Linked DNA regions of Zea mays: region 1 is linked to region 2. A link is a contact called in public Hi-C data. All regions are on one chromosome and are shown on one strand. The core of a region is the stretch at or near the end of the contact, and the rest is flanking DNA. Distances in the headings are between cores, read along the strand shown. Region 1 holds the start of LOC103644262 (Bowman-Birk type trypsin inhibitor). Region 2 holds the start of LOC100217267 (heat shock protein DnaJ).

Evidence for each region. Hi-C and Micro-C count contacts between places; a contact is called where the count stands out from the background.
Region 1: a Hi-C map of ear shows a contact between it and region 2, with 1.8 times the contacts expected there. The contact joins the promoter of LOC103644262 here to the promoter of LOC100217267 in region 2. A contact is called at or near these places in 2 of 25 Hi-C or Micro-C datasets (ear and tassel).

Annotation. Positions count from the first base shown.
Region 1 is chr1:300,993,391-300,997,724 of Zm-B73-REFERENCE-NAM-5.0, forward strand. It overlaps LOC103644262 (Bowman-Birk type trypsin inhibitor), which reads right to left and starts at 1,943. Exons shown (of 2, transcript XM_008667468.4): 1 at 1,549-1,943; 2 at 755-1,456. The coding sequence starts at 1,651. The coding sequence ends at 1,176.
Region 2 is chr1:300,799,598-300,804,087 of Zm-B73-REFERENCE-NAM-5.0, forward strand. It overlaps LOC100217267 (heat shock protein DnaJ), which reads left to right and starts at 1,709. Exons shown (of 4, transcript NM_001143619.2): 1 at 1,709-2,088; 2 at 2,218-2,380; 3 at 2,593-2,687; 4 at 2,830-3,895. The coding sequence starts at 1,756. The coding sequence ends at 3,045. LOC100279983 (Fes1A) reads left to right here. Exons shown (of 6, transcript NM_001152931.2): 4 at 1-191; 5 at 295-397; 6 at 738-1,414. The coding sequence ends at 1,248.

The DNA.
Region 1 (4,334 bases), core at 693-3,192, 190 kb after region 2:
TACCGCAGTATTCTCAAATACTGCAGTATTATATACAGAATGTTGTTTGGCAAGGTGGCTAAAATCTCTGTTTTCAAAACTGAAGTATTGCAAATACTATAGTTGTTTTAAGGTATTCTAAACTTAGGTCTGGACCTCAGTTTCCAAAATTGTGGTATTGTAAACTACGGTATTGTCAACTACGGTATTGTCATGACTAAAGTATACTGTAGTATTTTAAAAACTGTGGTTTTCAAAAACTTTATTCCCAAACAGGGCCTTAATCGGATGGAGTACCTGTATCGACGAAATACATGTTCAGAAACCTTCACGTTAGAGAGATATGCAAGCGGTTCAGAGGTTGAGTTTCTTGTTGGGAATTGGGATGGGATATTCCTTCTTCCCTGCGTGCCTCTGCAACTTGAGATACGGCGCACAATTGCCGCATATCCGCGTGGGAAATGCGCATCTGCGCCGCGTGTAGGGTCGCTGCTGGAGCCTCCACATCCACTCCACTTCCTGACCGCTTTGCCTGTGCTTGTCAAGCTTGTCGGCCGCCTCGGGTCAGTGAGAGCAAAGCAACCTTCGTGTCCCGCGGTAGATGAACCTGCCTCTCAGCCAGCCTCGTCCTCGTCCTGCCGCCGGATTAGCGTCCAGGTGCATCATCTTCAGCCATGAATAGGCACGACCGTCTCTGCTCCCCTCCCAAAATATCCAGACAACAACATGATGAGCATAAGCCGCGGCGTGTTCCCTGTCGAAAGCTCAAAGCTCATGCTGTGAACGGCAAGCAAGAAAAGCAAGCGTCTTTTCCCCAGTCTCGGCGATTCACCGTGCTCGTCTCCTCACAGACGAGAAGAGTCAACCATACAGCGCAGAGCAGTGTGAAGTCGGATTAAAAACAAAAGAAAACAGAAGAACAAGAAAAAGGACAACACAACACACCACACCACACCACAGACGGACAGGACAGCGTCCAAGGTTGGTTTGGTCGGTTGTTCGCTCATCAGATTACACATCCCTCGTCTCTCACAGCCTCTCTTTCCACGCAACAACAACAAAAAAAAACCTAATCCACAGCTGGCTCAGAGTTCAGACGACACGATTCGCCGGCGGTGGGGTGGGCGAAAGGCTGGAGCGGTTGGTGGTGGGTGGGTGGGTCAAGACTCAAGAGCAAGCAGAAACCAGTCGCCTGGTCACCGCGCGGCGGCGGCGGGCGCGGTGCAGCGGCGCAGGCAGAAGTCGGGGACGCGGTCCATGCACTGGTACACCGGCGGGTCGGCGCTGAGGCTGGACTTGACGCAGTCCCTGCAGGCCGGGTGGCACCCGCGGGGCGCCGCGTCCAGGCACCGGCACAGCCGTGGCTCCGACCTGGTGCAGCCGCCGCAGCTGTCGCAGCACGGCCACGCGCGCGCCGCCGCCTTCCCCCGGCTCGCCAGCTCCCCTCCTCCTCCTCCTCCTGATGCTGCTCCCTGCCCTGAAACCGCAGACCGATTCGGAACCCCGTGAGCCAGCCAGACTGAATAACCGAAAGGACAAATCTTGAACTAGTTAAGCTTTCCTACATACCTCTGCTTTGAACGTGGGAGTGGTGGTGGTGGTGCCTGTTGCTGGATCGCGCGAGCACGGTGAGAAGGGCGATCGTGAGGAAGAACAGCGCTTGGCTCCTCATTTCCGACCGTCTCTGGGAGAATTTGGTCGCGACCGGTGAGCCTCCTCTCCTCTTGCTGCGGTTGTTGTTTGTTCTTGGTTGGACTGGAGCTGCTTGTCTATCTCTTGCTTGCTTTGCTTGCTGCTGTACGCGGCTAATAGAAGGAGAAGCCTTCTTTATAGAAATAGAAACCGTCCACAGGCGGGCCCCCCCACGCGACGCGCCCACTGATAAGCGAGCAAGTGGTGGCAGGCAGATAATAAACAGCCAACTTGGAGAAGAAACCCTCTGGTAGGATATAATTGGGAAATGCTACGCAATGACTATCTTTTTGTTTTCTAGTTTGGCAAATGCTACGCGAGGGTAGCTAAAAATATGATAACTCGAGGGAGCTACGCGCAAAAGAGGGTGACCGGTGAATGGCAGTTGATAAGTCCGAGCGTGGTGGCTGTTTCACATGCGGAAATGAGTCACCCAAGATAAGATCGAGAGCGCCACTGTGGTGGCCCCACGCCGACATGTCCATCCAGCCCTCGTCCGGATGTCCTGCGCCGGCGGCCACACCCTTCTCACACGGTACTGTACAATATTTTTTAAAAACTATTGCTGTAGCAGTAGTTCCTAGTATAATTTTTCGTTTTTTTTTAATCTATGTGCCCCTTGTATAATTTTACCACCTCTCCGTCCAACTCCTTTTCGGTGTCAGCGTATCTGCACTGCACGTCTTCACGCACGGGGACGGGCTGCTGGCCTAGAGTTGCACAGGGGAATGAAAGGCCCCATGGACTCGTGGTTTGGGCCGAGAACCGGGTTCCTTCTCTTTCACTGGAAAGTGGCCACGATTGTCGTTAACCACTCGGAATTCCTAACTAGTTTTACCCAGCCCAGCAAGGCCCGCCATACTCGTAGAACATTCCAAATTTTTTTTTGTCAGCCTCGCCGTCACTCCTCTGATTTTGATGATTATGACGTGAGAGTAGGAATTGCAAACTCCACATTCGACTTTTACTACTCTCAGGAGTGAACTCCACCGGAACAAGCTTTAGAGGACAGTGCCTTTATGTCGTGACTAATCTGGTCGGAAGGCCCTATACCTGCTTCTCTGATACTATTGAGCAACTCCAATAATTCTCTAAAAAAGAGTTTGCTAAAGCCGTGTTTAGCAAGTTGCTAAATAGTAATTGGGAGTAAAAAATAACTTAATCTCTAATGATTGTTCATATTTAGGTCGAATCTGGTTGAGAGCAAAGGAAATCGAAGGTGGAGGGGAAAAAGTCGGTCGACATGATCTATGAAGGAGCGGTGGTCCGATGACGCAACCTATCAGCTGTGGGACAACATTGGTCCAATGATGGAGGAGAAGCTTGTGTTACGCACGTTGAACCTAGTTACCTCGCTATATGCAGGAAAGTGAAAAAAATAGCACGCCATACCTGGCTACTTCACTGTGTGGAAAAGGGGGAAATGAGCGCGCGAATGTGAAGAAATTGACGTCAACTGCGTTTAGAGAGTTCCTATCGAGTTGCCAAATGTGGAGAGCAAATAGAGTTAGATAGCAAGTAATTAAATTTAGCAAATATATTCGAAAAACTATTGGAGAAGTATTTTTCTGTTCACTTCTCAAATTTAAGATTTATAGAGTTGTTTAGAGAACTATTAAAGTTGCTCTAGTGTTTGGTTTCGGAGTATGGTGATATGGAGTCGCTCCACTCCTAATTTGTTGTTGTTTGGATCGGTTCCATATAGAACAGAGTGGCTCTGAAAAGAGAAAACTATGCTCAAATATTGAATCACACGGCTTCCCAAATTCTTCCGTATGGAGCTGCAGCACCGCTCTCTGGCAGATTGAGGCTTCCACTATGTCGATGTTGGTTACAACGATGCCACGGTTGTTTACAATCTTCTCGACAGCACTCCGATGGAGTAACACCTTCATTTGCTCAAGATCTTGCTCATTCTAACTTGCAGTAGCACTCCTCTACTCTCTCTCTTGGCTTATAACTGTGCCAATACACAAATTAGAAAGAAATACACAAGAAAGGAAGACAGAATTGATTTGCAACGTGTCTACAAATTGGTGCTGCACTGGGAGCCTTTTCACTTGATTATGGACGCATAGGCGTCCTCTTATAGCCCCCAAAGAGCCCCTAGTCGTTGCCCTTTCCGTGCAAAAAGATGCCAAAATTGGGCTAACTGCGGGCGCACCGAACCAGTTCGTGTGCCCCTAGTTCGGGATCTGATTGACACTTTCCTTCCTAAAACAGCTAGCCATTGGTGCACCGGACCTGTAGCAGGTTCAGTGCGCCACGGACTAAGTCCTATAGCAGGTCTAGTGCACCACGGACCAAGTACTATAGAGGCTATGTAGATGGTTCGGTGTACATGACCAATATTGTAGCAGGTCCGATGATTTTTAGCCAAAAAAACCTGAAACCAGCCACTTCACTCTTGGCGCACGGACCTAATACTGTAGCAGGTCCGGTGCACATAGACATGCTACAGTGAGTCCTTTTTCTCCATTTCTTCTCCAATCAATCTCAACTCTTGGGAGAACTTTTATATGACTTATACACACATAATTAGAGCATAATCCAATCGACTAAGTCCTAGAGAGTTACATTTTTCCCATTCTTTTTTCAATTTTTCTGTTTCTCGTCAAACAGAATTCGAAATGGCACTTTCTCTACAAGCTGAGTTAGAGAGT
Region 2 (4,490 bases), core at 459-2,958:
ACTTGGTTACTTGAAAAATTCAAATGCTGGCATCCGAGCAAAGGCAGCAGAAGTTGTTAGTACAATTGTGCAGAATAATCCCAAGAGTCAGCAACTTGTCATGGAATCCAATGGGCTAGAGCCACTGTTGACGAACTTCAAATCAGATCCAAGTACAAATGCACGCACAAAAGCTTTAGGAGCCATATCTTGTAAGTATCACTCAGCATACAAACTTCTGATTGAATGTGCAGTTAAGTTTTACTGTATTTTATGTTGGCCACGCTAACAAAACTTCGTACAATTCGTTTGCAGCTCTAATTCGTCATAACCAGCCTGGAGTTTCCGCATTTCGATTGGGAAATGGCTATGCTGGATTGAAGGATGCTCTTGGTTCCGATGATGCCAGACTCCAAAGGTATGTCATGGTAACAGTACACCCAGCATTCTGCTAGACATGTTGTACCATCGGGTTATTTTTCTTAAAATGGTGTTAAGACAGTAGAAATGGGATATAACAGGGGCACAGTTCACATCACTACCAAAATTATCCCTGGAGTCCTAAATGACCAGCCACATACTAATAGAAGCAATATTAAAATTCCTTTTTAATAGTAGTGTTGGTCTTGTGGTAGTCTATATTTTGCTGAACTTCAATGCCGGATTCCGATTTGTATTAGATGATTTTATTTTTCTGCAGTTGAAATCTGTTTTTCCCCTGCAATGTGAATCAACATAGTTCTGTTGTTTTGATGCAGGAAAGCTCTCAATCTCATACAATACTTGCTGCACAACTACAAGGCAGACAGGAGTGTTGCCACAGAGCTTGGTCTTCCGAAGCTGATGATGCACCTTGTGTCCAGCGATGATTCCTTAGTGCGTGAAGCTGCTCTAGGCGGCCTCCTTGAGTTGGCGCGGGACAAGACATCTGGTAACGCGCTACCTGACCAAGAAAAGCTGAAAGACATGCTCAAGAGCCGAATAGAAGGGATCAGCGCAATGGACACTGACGATCTCCACGCTGCTCGCGAGGAGCGGCAGCTGGTGGATTCACTCTGGAAGGAGTGCTACAACGAACCTTCGTCTCTCAGGGAGAAGGGCCTCGTCGTGCTTCCGGGAGAGGATGCTCCCCAACAGCCGCCACCAGACGTTGCAGGGAAGATGTTTGAGCCACCGCTTCGTGCGTGGGCGGCTGCAAGACCTGCTCAGGAAGATGACTCTGACTCTGGCAGCGGAAAGAAGGCTCCGCCATTGCTGCTTAAGTTTTGACGGCCTTCTTATGCCGATACTAGTTCTTAGGCTCCACCATGGGTGTTGAAAGCTGAAAGATCAGATCTGATGGATGCCTGACCTTCTTCGAACCTCAGTTGTGGTTCTTGTAATTTGCACCGCATTTCTGTTCTGAGTATGTTTTTATGAGAAGACTGGGAAGATGACAGACAGATACTGTATCACGTGATGCTCGTAAATTAACACTACATGCGAATTCTCTTGCTCGATTGCTCATTTTCTGATGCTTCCATGATTGCTGATATATCTTAATCCGATCCGATAGTTATAATTTCACGGGTCTAGTTCTAGAGATGCTGAAGAGCTTGCGCCTGCTTGCAGGCATATGTTACTTTCAGCTTGAAGGATGGCCGTCCGATTCTCGCGTTCGATCTGGACGGTGGGTGATTTTGCCTACTCCCGTCCGTCGATGATTCGTCGCGAGCCATTCAGAAGGCAGCAAATCTAGCTATCTCCTCTGCCTCCTGCTGGCGGTCCTGCTGCGCCATGGCGCTACAGCTGCGGGCCGCCGCTCTCTGTCCGCCCCTGCCACTCACCGCCTTCCATGGCCGCCTCGTTGCACCTTGGCCTCCGCCTCCCTTGGTCAGCATAGCTGTCGCCGCCGCCTCCAGCCCGGGTCCCTCCGCGCCCCTCTCCTGCCGCGGCCCGGCGCCTCGCTGGCGACGTTCGAGCGTGAGGGCGCGCACCGGGGCCGGCGGCGGCGGGCAGAGGGAGTCCCCATACGAGGTGCTCGGCGTGTCGCCGTCGGCGGCGCCCAACGAGATCAAGCGCGCGTACCGCCGCCTCGCGCTCAAGTACCACCCGGACGTGAACAAGGAGGTGCGTGTGGCGACCGAACCCTGCTGATTGCTCGCGCTTTTGAAATGATCTCTACCGGATTTATTGGAACGCTGGGGATTGAGATGGCTCTGCTCACCGCCAGCCTCGTGGATTTTGTTGCCAATGCAGCCCAATGCTCAGGAGAAGTTTCTGCGGATCAAGCACGCTTACAACACTCTGATGAACTCAGAGTCACGATCCAAGTACGCGAGCAGCAGTTCGGATTCGTCCTGGTCCTCCAGCTCCCGGGAGAGCAAATCAGCTGCTGCAGAAGAGCCGTTCTATGGATTTGGTACTGAATTCTCTCCCCGCTGTCAGTAAAAACTAGATCGTTGATGTGACCAAAGGGGTCGAGTGAGGTTCCATTGTTCTACTGGGAAAGAAAAATTGAGACCTTAGTGCTTGTCTTGTGGAGCTATAAGGCTCTTTTGTTCCAGTTCACCAAAATGTCTTCACCCCTACTGCGAATCTGAGATCATAATAATGGTCGTGCTTTTTTTGCAGCGGACTTCCTTAAAGATTTGCAAACAGAATTTCAGAACTGGGAAGCTGGGTTGAATTCGGATCAGAAACCTAAAAGCCTTTGGGAAGAGTTGGCAGTAAGTTCTCTTTATTCAACTCTATGTCGATTATTGTAAGTTTGTGTCACATGTATAGCTGCATAGACAAGGCCAGGCCAGCTACTAGTTATATTTGCGGAGAATGTCATGCTAAACCCTGCACCGTGTTCTGCTCCATCAGGCAATTGGCGAGGAATTTGTAGAGTTTCTGGAGAATGAGTTGAAGATTGATGACTCGAGACCAGAGGACGTCACTGGAGATGACCCATACACCCAGTTTGGACAGCAGGCAAAAAGCGCTAAGGATGACAAGACGTCGACGAACAGCTTTGATGATGGTCTTTCTGAAATAGAGGCCGCTCTTGAGAATCTGAAGAAGGAACTCGGACTGGGCTAAACCGTTGATGTGGCAACTAGAGGTGTTGCTGCTGCTACTGACTTAGTTCCTTGTTCATACAAAGGTATTCCTTGTATTGTATGTAACGGTTGGTGATAATGATTAGCAGTTGTGATCTATCACATTCGTTTCTGTTTTGACTTTTCTAGATACAAGATCTGGCATATACCTAGATGGCTAGCAAAAGCTAAGTGCCAGAAAGCCAAAACGGCCTATAATTTGGGATGGAGAGGATTATCAATAGCTCAAGAGCTTCTTTCTGAATTCTAATTGTTCAGCGTGTTCGGAAAGAAAAAGGGACAAATGTTTGATCGCCTTTAGAATTTTGTGGGTAGAGGCGTTCTGATTTTGTGTGATGGGGGGGTACAAAAGAAAAAAGTTTTGCACCGATAGCACTGTTGGGGACCTTCGGCGTCCGAAGGTCCTCAAAAACTGGATTTAACAGTATTTCTGTAGTACAATGTGTGAACAGGTACCCTCAAACTAAAGTCGGCATTGCAGCAGACCGGAATAATACGAAGCTTGATTCAGAGCCGAAGGTGCTGAGCAGGAAAGCTTCGGCGTAACAGCAAAGAGTGGAACCGACTTAAAGATGAAAAGGCTATCCAGACCCCGATAGATTACTATAGAGTTATTATCAAATGTAAAGGGCATGAATGTAATTTTGTAAGGGCTGTGTCCCTTGTCTATAAATAGGTGAACAGTATCCCCGTACTGTTCACGCTGACTTGGCATTCGTTTTTTGCGCCAAGCTTGTACTGTTATTCCCTTCCGATTGAAGGTACACTTGTAATTCGACAATGTTTCTGTTTATGCCCTATCATAATATATGATTGCTTATATTGTCTTTAATATTCTTTATATTTCATTCCTCGCTATTACTTAATGAATGTATGAAGGTATGTCCTTCATAACCTTCGTCCGCAAGTCATTACATCCTAAGGGAAATAATGCTTCGGGGACGAAGGACTTTAACGATTAACATTTTCTATGTTGCCTTGTTCTTAACTCATAGCATTTGAGAACAAGCCCCCAACATTGGCGCCCACCTCCGGTGAACTCACTTCCATTTCTTGAGTTTTTTCAACACCTTCGGCAAGCATCACCTTCGTCATGCCGCCGAAGAAGACTTCAGCACCAGGGGCTGGCACGCTGCAGCCGTTGGACCCCAATCAAGACGTCCTTTCTCTTAGAGAGGCACGAAGCCAGAAGAGGAAGGCTACCAGTCCAACACCTCTGGAGGATGATCTAGATCAGGAGATTCAAAATCTGGAAATCCTTCAGCAACAGGTTCAACGCAAGAAGGAGAAGATGGCCAGGCTAGTTGAACTGCAGAGGCAAATAGACGAAGCCTCTGAAGAAGTTCGCCATCTTGCTCAGGATGAGCAACACCGAAGGCCTCAGCATCAAGATCTTCATCAGGAGGGTTTTGCCAACGAAGATGA